Linked DNA regions of Mus musculus: region 2 is linked to region 1. A link is a contact called in public HiChIP or PLAC-seq data. All regions are on one chromosome and are shown on one strand. The core of a region is the stretch at or near the end of the contact, and the rest is flanking DNA. Distances in the headings are between cores, read along the strand shown. Region 1 has its middle 230 kb from the start of Gm35274. Region 2 has its middle 37 kb from the start of Gm35326.

Region 1 (7,603 bases), core at 3,781-6,280:
TAAATAAAATATCCAATTAAAAATAAAGATGAAGGCTTCTCTAAGAAGAATTCAAAAATATGAGCTATACTCCCAGAAATGAGATGGGTAAAAGGATTATAAATGCATATGAAGAAAGGAGTCATGTCAACTGATAGTTTTCTAGAGTCAAGAGTTGTAGGAGGGAGAGTTCTGGCAGCTAAGTTACATGTTGATAAAGTTAAGGGAAATGAATCTGCTTCGCTTCTTTTCTTTATTTTTAAACAGGGTGTGAATTACCATCTCAATACAGGGATCACTCTAAGATTAAAAAACAAAAAAACAAAACAAAACAAAAACTAGACAAGAGACCATATTTGTGAAAGGCCTGAGATCCCTCTTTTCACATTCAATAAACTTAACATCATTGCTGATAGCCTTCCACTCTAATCCTCTTCTTCTGAGGGGATTTTCCTGCTGGGTAAGTCTACTGTGTAAAACTCTCTGCTGGCTGCCCAAATTGAAATGCTGTGATTCAAATTCAACATCCTCCTGTACATTATATCCATATGCTGAGACAAGCTTTTAAATGCTCCTTGAATTTGTATAGTTTTCTTCATTCTTGTGCCCTTGATTTATGGCCTTATCATGGTTTTTAAATGAACTGTTTACTTTAGGTATATGCCACTAAATAACTCTTTTATGAGCATTAAAAATAGTAGTACAAAAGTTTAAGTATTGTGGCCCTCTCACATCACTAGGAGACTTTGCTATTGGGAAAATAAAAAAAGTAAGAATGCACATATTCCTTGTAGTTAGATCTTGCCTTGTGGGCCTCTTAAAACCACAACATTCTGAAAATCCAAGCTAGAGAATCATATTACACACTGTGTTCCAGCTCATCACACTGAACAACTTTTACAGATGGAGTCGTGCTTGTTCCTTCTGTACTTTGTGTTTTTCATGTTTATGCAGAAACTTTGTGTCCTGATAGTAGAATTTCATGCCATTAATACCAAACCATCGAAACAGTAATCCCTAATTCTTGGCATACAGGAGACATTGCATAGACTCACTTTGGTTATTTGGATGTCTATCCAAAATGGTGCCTCCTATGAAGGAATTCTATTCTGAGAGCCCATGAATCATATCCAGCCCTTACGGGTAATAGTAACGATGTTGTGTTTTATGATGATTCAACAAGGTATCATAGAGCTTTGTATTAATAGTACCGCCTCTGTTCTGAGAATATATCCATAACGCATTCCTCCTACTACAAAGTGGCAAGCTTTGAAGTACTTCTTATATAACAAAAGAGACTGTGCATGTTTTATTGTTAAATAATTTACTTTTTAAAAAAGTGTTTAAATGGTTTCATAACTAATTTTCTGTGACTTTCTAAATATTGTACTTTGACAAATACATAATATCTCATATCTAGTACCCAGTGCTTCTAACAGTCTATATTCAGTGTTCTCAGACCTTGGTGATTATAACTCTTATATGGATCTCTATTTTATATGCATTAACTTTTAGCCTACAATTCTACTGACTAACAAAGCTGAGCAGTTGTTACATGCGAGGATACTTATTTTCAGCAGAAAAAAGTGTGCACACATGGATACATGCTCTGTACATATGTGAAAATATGCAATCTATATTTGGGGATATATTCAGATAAATACCCTTTCCCTCCAGAAGAGATTTCATCGCTTAAGCATATATTTAAATCGGTCCTGGAAAGGTACCATCCTCTAAGTGGAAACTCCGTCAATGTGGTTACATCATCTGCTCCTTTAACCGAAGGCCATTTGGTTGCGGTTGAACGGGTTTAGAGTCATCCACTTAGTAGGTTTTGGAAAGAGAACTTTGTAGGGAGGAGTCTGGGAAGATTTGAAAAAGAAATGGAGACTGATTTGATGAAAGCACATCACATGCATGATGGAATCTCAAAGAATAGGAGAAAAGGCTAGATATTAGAATTTCATTTATGACCCTGTAACCATAGCAGATCTTATGCTTGTAATGCCTAGCTGTTTTATTTTTGAGATTAAGATATTATTATGAGATTATGATATAATTTCTTCTTCCCTTTTCTCTTGGAGCCCTCCCATATATATGCTCTTTTCAATCTTATGTTCTCCTTTTTATTGTTATTGTACTTATATATGTATATGTATATACATATATTCTTAAATATAGCCTTCTTAGTCTATTATAATGTTACTTATATGCATTTTTTAGGGCTGACAATGTGATATTAGATAACCAGTTAATGTACTCTTCTTGAGAAGAGTATTTATAATGTATAATGTATAAAAATTAGTATATACATATGTATAATATGTATGGGTGTTTAGAGATATGTCTGTAAATGATAATAAATACAGATATATATTCTCTTCTTTCTACCAGAAATTTTATCTTCACTTGTCCTAGAAAGAATAAAAAAGCATTGGCCTTGGAGCATATGATGAAATCCTATGAACTGGTTTCAATCTCTACTCTTTATATTGGTGCATAAGTTTCTTGTCCTTATTAAGCATGCCTATGCACTAAAAGGCCCTGCCATTCATCAGTATGTCCATACTGAGAAACTCCAAACCTTAAGCTACTATTTGAAATTCTTTTGCCTGAGGTCATCCTTGGGAGGTGCAATATAAATAAAATTAGTAAAATTTAATACTTGTTAATTTCCAAGATGTCTTGGAAATGACTCATAGCATTATGTGAGCAAGATGTTTAATGGAATACAGAAGAACTTTTCTCCATGATCCTGGTAATATGTCCCACAATTACTTCGTGGAATAATCTGTGTCCTGCCACAGTTTTGCAAAGGGCAGAGATGCCTGCTTTGCAAACATCTAGGTTCATTCTTCATTTTGTGTAGATGTCTATTTGGTGGCTAATACTTGGAGACCTACAAAGACCTTATGTATATGTTACATCTATTAGTTGAAGGGAACTATTTTTTCATCTCTTTGCTCACACAAACATGTGCTGTGACACATATGGGCCTGTGACATTCTGTAATAGACTGAAATGTACTAAGATATCTGCTTATTCTTGCCTGTATAAACTTCTTCTAGATAAAGATACTATCCCAAATGGAAAAAAATACCATCAAGTTTCGTGACTATGTGTTTAGATGAGCCTTAGAAATGATTAATCAAAACTCATCTTTATGGGCAGTAGTGGTGCATGTCTTTAATCCCATCTCTTGGAAGGCTGAGCCATGTGGATTGTGAGTTTGAGGCCAGCCTGGTTTATGGAGCAAGATCTAGGCTACACATAGAGACCCTGGCCAAAAGACAAAACAAAACAAAACAAAACAAAACAAACAAACAAAAACAAAACAAAAAACTCAAACCAACTAACCAACCAAACAAAAAAACCCAACAACAAAAAGCTCAAGCATTTTGATGGATATCCATCACTGGCTGGAAAAATAAATGAGAGAACAGCTAACTCTGCTTAAGAGTGGGGAGCTATCAGATTAAGGAGCAGAATGAGTCTTTGTCATCCAGGATCTGTAAATGTTTGAGGACCATTGATGAGAAGTAGATGAGAACCATGCTGTAGTTTGGGATGTACTGTGATTGATTAAGAGTTTGTATTCATTTTTATGGAGCTTTAAACAGCTAGATCAGGCTAGGGGAAATCTCCAGGAGAGATTTATGGAAGGGAGTGACATGAACTATACTGGCTGAAGCTTGGAACATCTTGAAGTGTTAGAAGGCTGGAGAGGATCAAGGAATGTTATCTAGCCATGCTGGGCTGATAGACTCTAAAACAGAAGTGATTGTGTAAAGATTTTCCACAAATAACAACCTCATTTCTTCATAAAACATCAGTATCTTCATCCTTTACAGTGAATGTATTTCTATACTCTACACAGATTATCCTTTTCTAAGGAATCCTACATTGTTCCTTCCATTTGTTTCTTGTAAATACTTGCAGTGAGATACAGAATAGCTATTATTACCATCACCGAACCCAAGGGAGCATTCCACAGCTTCTTCCTTGTTGGATATAAGAATATTGGGCTTTTGGTTGGTCAGGTAACCTTATAACCTATGGTTTTATATTATGTGTATAATCACACAATATATTGTACCCCAATCTCCTTTTAAACTTCTCAGTACTCAGAGTGGGAGAGATAGGCCAATGGTTAAAAGGACTTGATACATAAGCATGAGGGTTTGAGTTTGGATCTATGCAGTCCCATAAGAAGCTGGGTGTGGCTGCATGACTGTAACCCTGGTGCTGTTGAGGTAGGAGACAAAGGATTCTTTAGGGCTTGCTGGTCTCCACTCTATTGTTCAAGACAAGCCTAAGAGTGATATCATAGGTCAGTCAGTGTCATCTTCTTGTTTCCATAGGCATGTGGAAACACACACACACACACACACACACACACACACACACACACACACACACACAAACACACACAAACACACATCAAAGTACTATGACCACTTCCTTCCTTCCTTAAACTTCCCAGATGAATGAAACTGAAGTGATTGTTTAGCTATGAATCAGCTTTTGTATTCAATAGCAAAATCTTAAGAGATAATAAGTTGCATTCAGAAGACCAAGGATTGTTCACCTCCCACTCCCCCAACTCACTCTTAGTCAGGTTTGTTGATATTGCACCAGCATTGAGTTTCTAGGTGCAAACTTTGTTTCGCTTTCCTTTTAGCTGAATGGACAGTTTCTCAAGCTCCAACTTGAATCAGCGATCATAGAATTCCCACTATGTATTAATGCAAAAGTAGTACAAGTCTGCAAAGGGAAAGCGTAATGCTGCTCTGGGTAGCTCTGTCTGTGAGCAACAATCATGGACTTGTGAGAGGAGGATGGAGGCTGAACTGCAAACACTTGCTCAGAACTCTAATTGTCTTTCCGAAAGCATCAGCTCAAATGCATTTGGACAAGTTAAATGCTTCTCCTTTTTTTTTTTTCTTCCTCGGAGGAAGTTCATTTCTGCATAGCAGTTATCACACAGCAATACACACTGAATTATGGGCCTGCTCACTCAGCCGATTGTTGGTGTGTGTAATGGAGCACCTGTTAGTCAAGAAATCCCTGGGATACAAAACTGTTCAGCCAAGCAGACTTCTTCAGACAGACGGAGGGCCTGCAGAACATTCCCGCTGAATTATGCAAGATTTTCTGGTTTACGGTCATTAAAGGCAGTGATAAAGCAGCTGTCGCTGAGGAGGATGTTGTCAAATATCAATGCAAAGACTAGAAATCGCTACCCAGACACCATTCCTCTCATTACTGCGAGCTTCTTGCTGTTTTTTTTTTCTCTTTATAAATCCTCCTTTTGATAAGATTATAATTTGCCTGACTAAATATTTGCTCCAGGCATCACCTTGATGTGGAAGTTTAAATGAGCAAAATGTGTAATCCATGTCTGTGCACTGTAGATTTTAAATTGAGTTTCCCAAGAAAAAGGCTTTAAAGTGATGTTGTGGTGGCTTTTCTTGTCTTTCTTTTTATTTTCCACTTGCAATGCAGTTGAGTGGCTTCTTTTAAACTAGTCCATTCGTTTCTAGTCTGCTTGCCAAGACAAACTGGTTTGAACTGGGTGAGAGGGAGGATTGAGAAAATGAAATGTTGCAAAGATGAATATTCTTTCTAATTTGCTAATGGCACCTGTCTGGGATTTTAAAGATTACTAGTGTTTGATCTGTGAATGGTGGGAAAGAGAATGCTTCAACATTGCCCAGGTGTGAGGCATGCTAGGCACCATGGGACATCCTGGGGACAGGATGGTATGCTCAGTAAATAACAACTTAGGTTGACAGTGATAGAGCAAATATTTGGATGTCTCTGAGGTGCAAACCACACACAGAGGCAAATGTTTATTGAGGCAGTACAATAGAATCCCATTCAAGGAACACGGTTTTGTATCATAAGAAGTGGAGATCTGAAGATTGTATGCTATTTCCATATCAAGTGGCCATGCTCGGTCACTAACAGATGTCAAGTAGTGGCTGCGAATGTTCTTGTTAAGTTAACGGGGCTTTTTGTTTCTGTGTTTTATTAAAGGCATTGAAGAAATGACTTCTATAGTGAGAAAAGACACCTTAAAAATATGTTGTAAAGATCGGTAAGCCCAAACAACAATAATAGTTCGCAACTATAAGTATAGTTTCTTATCTTGTCTCATGTAAATTTGAGAAGTAAGGTTTATTAAACAACTGATAATTTTTATTGTAAAACACATGCAAGTAGAGGGGTAATGTTGGAGAAAGAATAAGAGGCTCAAGAGGAATGAAATGGGGATGAAAGAAAATAATTGGGGTGGATATAATAAAATACATTAGATATACATAGGAAATTGTCAATGAATTGAGTTCAATTCCAAGGGATGCATCTATGATACAACTCCAAAACTGAGGCAGGAGGATTTTGAGTCGAAAAACAGCTTATGCTATATAGCAAGACTTAGTGTCAAAAAACAGAAAGAAAATAATTGAGGTTATCCAAAGTTGTGTTCTATCTTGTTAGTAAAATTATTGTGTAACATCAAACAGTATTATAGATTTAAAATACTACTATAAAAGAGAACTTTGAGATAAAATAAATATTTGCTAAAATTTTATTGCATTTCTGAAGAACAAATTGTAACAATGAAGTTATCATTTCATGACATTTGTGGGGACATTCTATTTCTCAAATGATCTAGTCATGTGCTTCTCAAAGAACGGGAGGAATGGGCAATAATATATGTAATGCATAGATCGTGGCACGTCTATGTGTGTTTCATATGTGTCTCTCCCCAAAATGGTAATTCGTATTTTAATGTGCTTTGCTCTACATTTACTCAGTATTTTACCTTATATAATTAAGTACTTGGTCAAATTCAATAGAAACACTCAAAGGAAAACAAAAAGCAGGAGGGCAGTAGAGTATGCATTGCAGTTTCATGCCTCTATCCATAGACAACATGGGAAATATGAGATGGATAGGAACATTGAAAAGGGCTTTGGCACTATCAGTGTCTTACAAGCTCAGGTAAAGGACTTGTACCTGTGGTTGTTGGAATTTTAATTCCTTACATTGTTTTCTTCGAGTTAGAAATACAGAGAGTTGGGAAATAAGATTTTAAAATCTCATATGATTTAAATTTAGCTTCTTTATTCTTTTTGATATCTGGTTCCTCATTTGTATTTTCATAAAAGTTTCAGTAAAAACAATGCATTTGATATTTAGGGACTATTCTAGTCATTTATGTGCATGATATGTAATTATACTGTGTATATGTACCTCACAATGTTTCTGAAACAAGTTAAGTTTTGCATTACTAAGCATATCATAATACCAAGAGTTTCAGGTGGGTTTTATAGGTACATGAAAGGTTACAAACATATCCTGATATTAAATAGATATACAGAGTCATTTAAAGGAGTCAATTAGTTTAAAATAAACCCCAGTTGTGATATGAAGTTTTAAGATCTATTCTTTGAAAATTTAAAATGACGTCTCCATTTCCTCAAACAATTATGAGACAACAAAATGAAAGAAGTCAACAAATCAGTCATTATGTACTTTCTATTTCCCAGTCATTGTTCTAAATGAAAGTCTCTCTAAATCATTTGTATGAACGCTGATTGCACTCTTTCTGTATTAG
Region 2 (7,603 bases), core at 2,530-5,029, 320 kb before region 1:
TAACAGCCAGAAACTGGAAACAACACAGTTGCCCCTCAACCAAAGAATGGATAAAGAATGTTTCTTTAGGGAAGGAAAATGGAAAAAGTAAGTGCTCATTTACACAATAGATTACTACTCAGGTATTAAAAACAAGAACACCATGAAAATTTCAGCAAATGGAAGGAATTAGAAAATATCTTTCTGAATGAGGTAACAGTGACCCAGAAAGACACACATGGTATATACTCATTTATAAGTGGATATTAGCCATAAAGTACAGGATGACCATGCTGTGATCCATAGAACCAAAGAACCTAAGTAACAAAGAGGGTCCAAAGGAGATATTTGAATTTCACTTTAGAAGAGAAAAATAAAACAGACCTCAGAAGTGGATGGAGAGAGGGAAATGGTTGGCAGATGGAGTGGAAGAATGGGGATGGGGAATGGGGGTGACGTGAGCAGGGGTGGGGGTGAGAGGGTTGGGAGAGAAGGGAAATCTAAGAGAGCAATCTTTGAGACTTGGGACAAGGGAGGCTCCTGAGAGGATATGGGGGTGACCCTAGCTAAGATTCATAGCACGGGGATATGGAGCCTGAAATGGCCACGTCTTAGAGCTAGGCAGGACTTACAGTAGAGGGATGAGGACATGAATCCACCCACAAAACCTTTGACCCAAAATTTACCCTGCCTACAAGACATGTAGGAATAAAGATGGAGCAAGTAATGACCAACCAGTGACTGGCCCAACTTGAGATCCACCTCATGGGATAGAGCCAACTCCTGACACTTTTGATTATACTCTGCTATGCTCTTAGACAGGAGCCTAGTGCATCTGAGATGCTTGATCCAGCAGCTGATGGAAACAGATTCAGAGACCCATATGCGAACATTAGCAGAGTTCAGGGAGCCTTATGAAAGGTTCACAGAAGGATTGAGGGAGCTGGAGAGGTCAAGGATGCTACAAGATGACCTAGAAAGCCAACTAACCTGGGCCCATAGGGGCTCACAGAGACTAACCTACCAACACGGAGTATTCATTGACTGGACTTGGGGTCCCTACACATATGTATCAGATGTGCAACTTGGTCTTCATGTGGGTTCCTTAACAGCTGGAATGGGGGCTGTCTCTGACTTGAACTCTGTTTCCTCCCTTTGGACCCTTTCTCCTAGCTGAGTCATGATGTGACTTGATGTGTCAGAGCAGGTTGTTCCTCCTAGGGGAGGGGGCACCCCTTCTCTGAGGAGAAGAGGAGGAGAAAATGGGATAAGATGGTTTGGAAGGTAGGATTGGGAGGAGAAGAAGAAGGGGGCCTGTGAATAAATAACAAAAAGAAAAGAAAAGAAAAGGAAAGGAAAGGAAAGAAAAAAATGACCCTGCTGAATGTGCATTGTGTACTTTGTGTGTATAAGTGTTCCTATAATATGCATATATAGTATATGTATTCGTGGGACTGTGTTCATGTGTGTGTTTGTGTATCTGTGTGGTGGGTTCAAATCCACAAGTGTGACTGTGCATGTAGAGGCCAGAGGTCAATTTTGAGTGTCTGATTATTCTTCACCTTAAGTTTTGAGGGAGGGGCTTATTTTTGGAGCTCAGTCAGTGATTATGGCTAGATTATATAGCTAGTGAGCTCAGGAAAGAGCCAGCTTCTAGTCTCCAAGAGCTGGGATTGTAGATGTGGTTAATTCCATGTGTGCGCTGGGGATCCAAAGGCAAGTCTGCATGCTTTACTTACCTGCTGATCCCAGCTCTGTTGGTCACTTTTTACATTAGTACCCTGGTCATGGTTATGTTTAACTTGTTGCTTGCTGGTTCCAGAATCGTTGTCACATATAACTCTCATTCTGATTGCTTTGTCTCTTTATAGTTATGTTCCTTTTGCCTTTTGATTGACAGCCAGATATGCTATGTATGCATTAGAGTTCATCATGGGATGAATGTTTTGTGTTACAGATGAGATGAGGAATTCTTTATGTAAATATAAGACGAAAAAGCTGGAGGGGGCTTCTGCGTACATTGGATATGTCTTGAATAGAGAGGCAAGTAGGTGGGAAGGCAGAGTTACCCTAGTCAGTTGTGCTGTGATTGAGGCTGCTGTTCCTAATTAAATTACTCTGAATGCACCACAAATGCCAAGGTCCTCTGTGATATCTTGGTGTTAGGGTTGGATACATATATGTTTTCCATTCCCGTGTTTCTATAAGTTAAGGGTTTTCCTTTGAGCAGCAATCGAAGGGAATTCACCTACCACACTGTACCAGGCTGTGCTCACCTGGAAGTGGGCCCTGCTTATTGGGTAGGTAAGGAAAGAAGTACGTGTTCTCTGATGTGTGGAGAAATCTTACTCTCAGGAGGGTCTCTCAGAGCTTTCAGGTTTGCCCTTTGATCAGTACACAGCCTTGACTGACTCCCTCTGTTGAGTTGCAATATATTTTTCCCACTCTGCGCCTAAAAGTCACATCAAGAGTTCCCCTTCATAAGACAAGTTAGGAGTTTTGTTCAGGAAGAACAGACTATGGGCAGAGTCACAATACTGCTTGATATTCACCATAGTCTCACACGCCATCTGGGAAACTCTCTTGGAACTCCTCCTCCCTACAGTGCCTGATGGAATCCATCAAAGGCATGTGCACAAGACAGGATTTTGACTCCTGGAATACCATAGTCTCATGCAGGCACCATTCCTTACTTGGAAACTGCTATATTGGTTTGCAATAGCTTAGAATATAACTGTTCTTCCCACAGGGTTAAACAGAGCCCAGTATATTCTGTCCCAATTACACAGATCCTTGGTGCCTAGTCTTCATTAAAGTTTCAGTGTAAACATCAGGTTATTCTCCTTAAAATCTGAAATTTCTGATGATACAAGACCTGGGCAATAATTTTCAGTTGTGTATTTTGAGGTCTTATAAGTGTTCCATATATTTATGTGTACATTTCTCTATCTAAGTCATTTGTTTGGGCAAATATTTAGCAGGTTCTAAGATACAAACAACAGCGTAGTCCATGTGATAGACCATTTCTTTCTTCTTTTATTACAGACATATGATTGTAATAATATCATTTTCTGGTTAATAAAAATTCTCCATTTTATGTTAAAGGTTGCTGCTAGTTGAGTTTACACATTTTACAAAAGAAGCGAAAGTTCTCCATAGACGGATACTTCTGAAGTTTCTTCTGGAACTCACGTTGTTCCTATGACGCATTATTTGACAATACAACCACCCTCCCAACCATCTTTGAGAGTGTGCATGGTGTCTCATCCATCTTTGTTTTTTCTAATATTGAATAAGCTCTGTGGTTCAGAATGAGAAGTGGAGTGCTTGCTTGTGTTGTTGAGTACCTCTGTGTCACTCTGAGAATTGATTTTTCTCGAGAGTCCCTTGCTTTCGCAGGGATGCATCTGAAATGACCGAAGTCATCCTCCAACTATGTGGCTTCCCTGAGCGGATACGCCGAGTGCTCTTTAGGTGTGCTCCAAGAAGCACCAGGCATGTGTTAAAACACTCTGTCTGTTCTCTGAGGGGCCTTGTTTTACTTAGCCTGGCATCCAGAAGCCACTGGCTGATCTCCAGATTTAGCTATGATTTCTCACAGTTGGAGTATTTTTTTTTTTTAATGCTCAATGACAAATGGCATTTTAATTTGAACTCCATAAGGCAAGAAGCTTCCATTAAGGGAACAAGTACAAGTAGACATGAAGGAGAAGAGTGACTGTCTTCATTATGGGTGTGCAGTTCAGCAGAAATGATGCCCTGAGTGAATCTTAAGTAGCAGAGCAGACTGCAATCCCCTCCACTCAGCTGTGCAGCCGGTGAATATGGTAATCTGGGTGGCAGGAGCCCACACAGCTGCTCCTCCACAGTGCAGTCTGACTCAGGGATTTGTTTGTGTAGCAAAGCTCATGGAACCCTTCATAGCTCATGCAAGAGAAAAGAGTGACCCTGATTAGCAATGAGCTCTTTAGATGCTGGTTTTAAAAACCTGGAACGTGAGGAGCAGATAGTAAAATTTAATGTGGAAAAATGAATTTGACAGCCCTCCCTCTCCCATTTCCTATTCTGTGTATACACTGATAGTACACTAAGGGTGATGTTTTGAACATCTCTGTAGACTTAAGGCCACCGATTTTCCAGGTCAGACTGTGTGCAGCTTGTTGTTGACTCTACTTTGTCATTCTACTAAGGGAGGTGTGATGGGATAGTGGAGATATGAGAAAGATGGAGAGATGGAACGCGTTGTGTTTCTGTTTTTGCTAATTTGTCACATTTTTTAACCTAATTAAGTAATATAATTTTTATTACTTGAGGTCTTCTACCTATAACATAGAGGGAAAAGCATTAACGTCATAGAATCTTTGTGATGAGAAACTAATATCTTGTCAGAGACACTTCTTCCTGCAGTCGAGATGCACTACTACAGAAATGCACTACTGGACAATGTATAGAAACTGAGAGTCCTAAATGGGATGTCTCCATCAAATCCCTCCCCTCAGAACTCAGGGAACTATGTGGAGGTCTTGGGAAGATTAGAAGAGCCAGAGGGGATGGATGATACTAAGAACACAAGAATTTCTAAACACATTTGAACTTGGAAACCAGCAGCACACACAGGGCCTGAAAAAATTCAAGACAAATGGGGTCCCTTTCTTGAGTTCAGCAAGTAGACACACTCTTATTCCCAACTAAGAATCCTTCTCCAATTAACAACTACTCACAAAGGAAAAATTGGCCCATTCAAGGGAGTGTCCCTGGGTAGTCAACACAAAACAATCTCTAAGATGCTTTTATACATTTTTCTTTTGTCTCATATTGCTTACTTTGGGTATTTTTAATTTATGTATTGGTCTTTTGCTTGTATATTATGGTTTCCAATTTTGAGTTTGTATGGCTTTTGGTGTGTGTGTGCGTGCGTGTTTGTATGTCTACATGTGTATTCATTTCTCATGCTCTGTATTAGCTTTCATTTGTTTGTTTATTCGTTTTGTTGTATCCTTGCTTGTTTGTCTTTTTAAGTTGCCTGGCTCTTATCTTAAGAGATAGAGAAAGAAAGTGTAGACTTGGGAGGATTGGGAGGCGGGAAGGATCTGGAAGGAAATGAGGGAGGGAAACTATGATCAGAATATATTGTATGAAAACAACTTTATTTTCATTGAAAAATAAAATTAAAAAATAAAATATTATCTTCAGGACATCTGACATATGGATGGTATAGAAGTACAATAACATAATGGATATTAGATATAACGTAACTACCTTATCTCATACACAACATCATAGCTATTATCCCTTTTGGGCTTGGGAATGTGATCAGAATTAACTTTTACAAACTTGTAAAACTATACCCTGGTAGATTTTATTGTTTTCATATGTTAGCATGAAGGATTATATAAAGTCCCATATTATTGAGGGAATACAGGGTTGTTGTGTGAGTTGTTTTTCCTAGGAAGTAAAATTGGTATGTGGCCAGTAGGCAGAGAGCCTCTGTGATGTGAGGTATTTTTAGCTTCTTTCTATAGCCATGAAGCCATTGAAGAATGGGTGTTCCTAGACACGGGGTCCCTGAGCAACTGTGAGAAGCAAAGCTTGAGCAATGCATTGATGACCATGACTATGGCGGCCATAATGTGAATAAGAACTGCATGCTGCTGTTGGAACCCAGGAGACACTTTTGTCTATTCCTGCAATATCGACTAGCCCATCCCAATTGCTACAGGCCCTACATCTTAATTCTTTTCTGTGTAAGAACTTTGTCTTGATGCCGAGAGTTCCGTCAAACCATAAGGATCATTTCTTTTTATCATTTGTTTTGCCCACCTTGTGCATCCCCTTGGGACTTTATGTCTATCCCCTTGGGGAGAGTAGCTCAAGTCTTTGAGAGATCCACACTTTCCCATTGCCTTACTGCTGCTTCCTGGATGTCCACTAGATGTTAGTCAGCTTTCTGTACTGTCATAAAATATATAAGAACTAACTTGACAGAAGAAAACATTCATGTTGCCTCATGTTTTCAGAGGGCCTTGTGCAGAGGCCCTAAACATCACAAGCAGGATCTTTGGAAACAGAGCACGGTGGCTCTAATATTTGTTGTCACCTTGACATGGCTGAGAAGAGAAAACTTCAAGTGAAGAATTGTCTCTATCAGTTTTCTTGTGGGCATGTCTGTGGGGGATGTAGATCTTCTTGGTTTCAAATTGGTGTAGGCGAGCCTAGTCCACAGTGCGTGATGTCTTCCTACATACATAGACTTGGACTATATAAGAAAGATAGCTAAGCAAACCAGAGAAAAGAAGCCAGTAAGTACCATCCTCCATGATCTCTGCTTCAGTTGCCTCCAGGTTCCTGCCTTGAGCTCCTGCCCTGGCCTTCCTAGATGAATGGCAATAGCCTATAGGTCATGGTGCTTATCACAATAACAGTATCTGCTTTAGTATCAAGCCTGTCATGAGCCTCATAGTTATTTTTTATACATGTGCTGTGATTATTGAGTTTTACCTACTGACTATAGCTATACTGAAAGTCTGGAAAATGCTCTCCCTCTTATGGATAGCAGCCAGAGGACAGCTCACCTGTTGGCCAGGGGCTGTGATTCTCCTATATGTGGTACTGGTGGTAGTTATGTGTCCCTGTTTTAAGGGATACTTTTGAGTTGATGTCCATGCCAGGGAAGTTGCGAAAATCCTCCCTGAATCTAGCACCATACCATGTTCTGTGAGAGACACAAAGTCATGCTTTCTGTTCCCCACAGCGTCTACTTTGTCCTTGATTGCCTTTTCGGTGAGCAGGCGGGTGCCGCTCTTCATTTTACCTCTGCTTGGTTAATTGCAGTGATTTCAAGAGACACAAATGCATCTGACAAGTCTCATTGGAACGAAAATTCCTTCAGATTAACAACAAATTGATCTGATTACCTAATCCTGGTATCATTCAAAAGAAAAGGGCTGGCTGGATTGGAGTGGCAATCTTTATTCAAATCAGTCTGTGAGAAAATAGAGAGTAAGAGAAGCTTGAGGGGAATGCTAAAAGCTGCCCGCACCCTGAGGTTCCCCAAATATCCAGATCTCAGATATTTTTATATAGACATGGGTGAGATAGGTATTTAAGAACTATTAACTTTACAGGTTTATTAATGTATCTTTCTGTAACAGTGGGATAAGTTTATTTCCTGCTAGTGATTATCTAATTATTATTTTTTACTTAGAGATATATTTAAATCATATGCACCTTGGGAATATCAACAGAAGCATGGTGAATCCTGGCTGTGTTCTGCAGTAGACTTGGCACGCATGTCGGTCTTATCGCTGTAATGGTAGTGAAGGCATAATATATTAATTTATTATAGATTTCTGTCATGGTCACTATCAGGTTTGATGCATTACCTCTGTGGTAAAGACTTATCTGACCCAGTAACGTTAGTCCTTTCTTCTTTCCTTCTCATGGTCTTTAAATATGTCTCTGTAAAGAGAGTCCTCAAATCTCTTCAATCAAATATTTATTCTGTCCTCATCAGATGTCAAATCCTACGCTAGAGTGCACTAACAAAACATTAATTCACGATCTCCCTGCTGTTTTACATCATGTATTTATCAGCCTTTTCTTGGCATGTTCCCTCAGAACATAA

The links. HiChIP or PLAC-seq counts read pairs in DNA pulled down with a chosen protein or histone mark.
Region 2: a contact with region 1 is called in an H3K27ac HiChIP or PLAC-seq map of SST interneurons, with 7 times the contacts expected there. The contact joins two enhancer-like sites. A contact is called at or near these places in 1 of 484 Hi-C or Micro-C datasets (cerebral cortex) and 1 of 115 datasets of contacts at active chromatin or transcription factors (SST interneurons).

What each region holds. Positions count from the first base shown.
Region 1 is chr12:97,509,523-97,517,125 of GRCm38.p6, reverse strand. No RefSeq gene overlaps it. Among named protein-coding and RNA genes, the nearest start is that of Gm35274, 230 kb to the left of the region's middle. Within about 2 kb of position 5,030, at least 10 of the 459 cell types and tissues checked have an H3K27ac peak or open chromatin away from gene starts, as enhancers often do. A contact at or near this core is called in SST interneurons, where this site is marked.
Region 2 is chr12:97,832,602-97,840,204 of GRCm38.p6, reverse strand. No RefSeq gene overlaps it. Among named protein-coding and RNA genes, the nearest start is that of Gm35326, 37 kb to the left of the region's middle. Within about 2 kb of position 3,779, at least 52 of the 459 cell types and tissues checked have an H3K27ac peak or open chromatin away from gene starts, as enhancers often do. A contact at or near this core is called in SST interneurons, where this site is marked.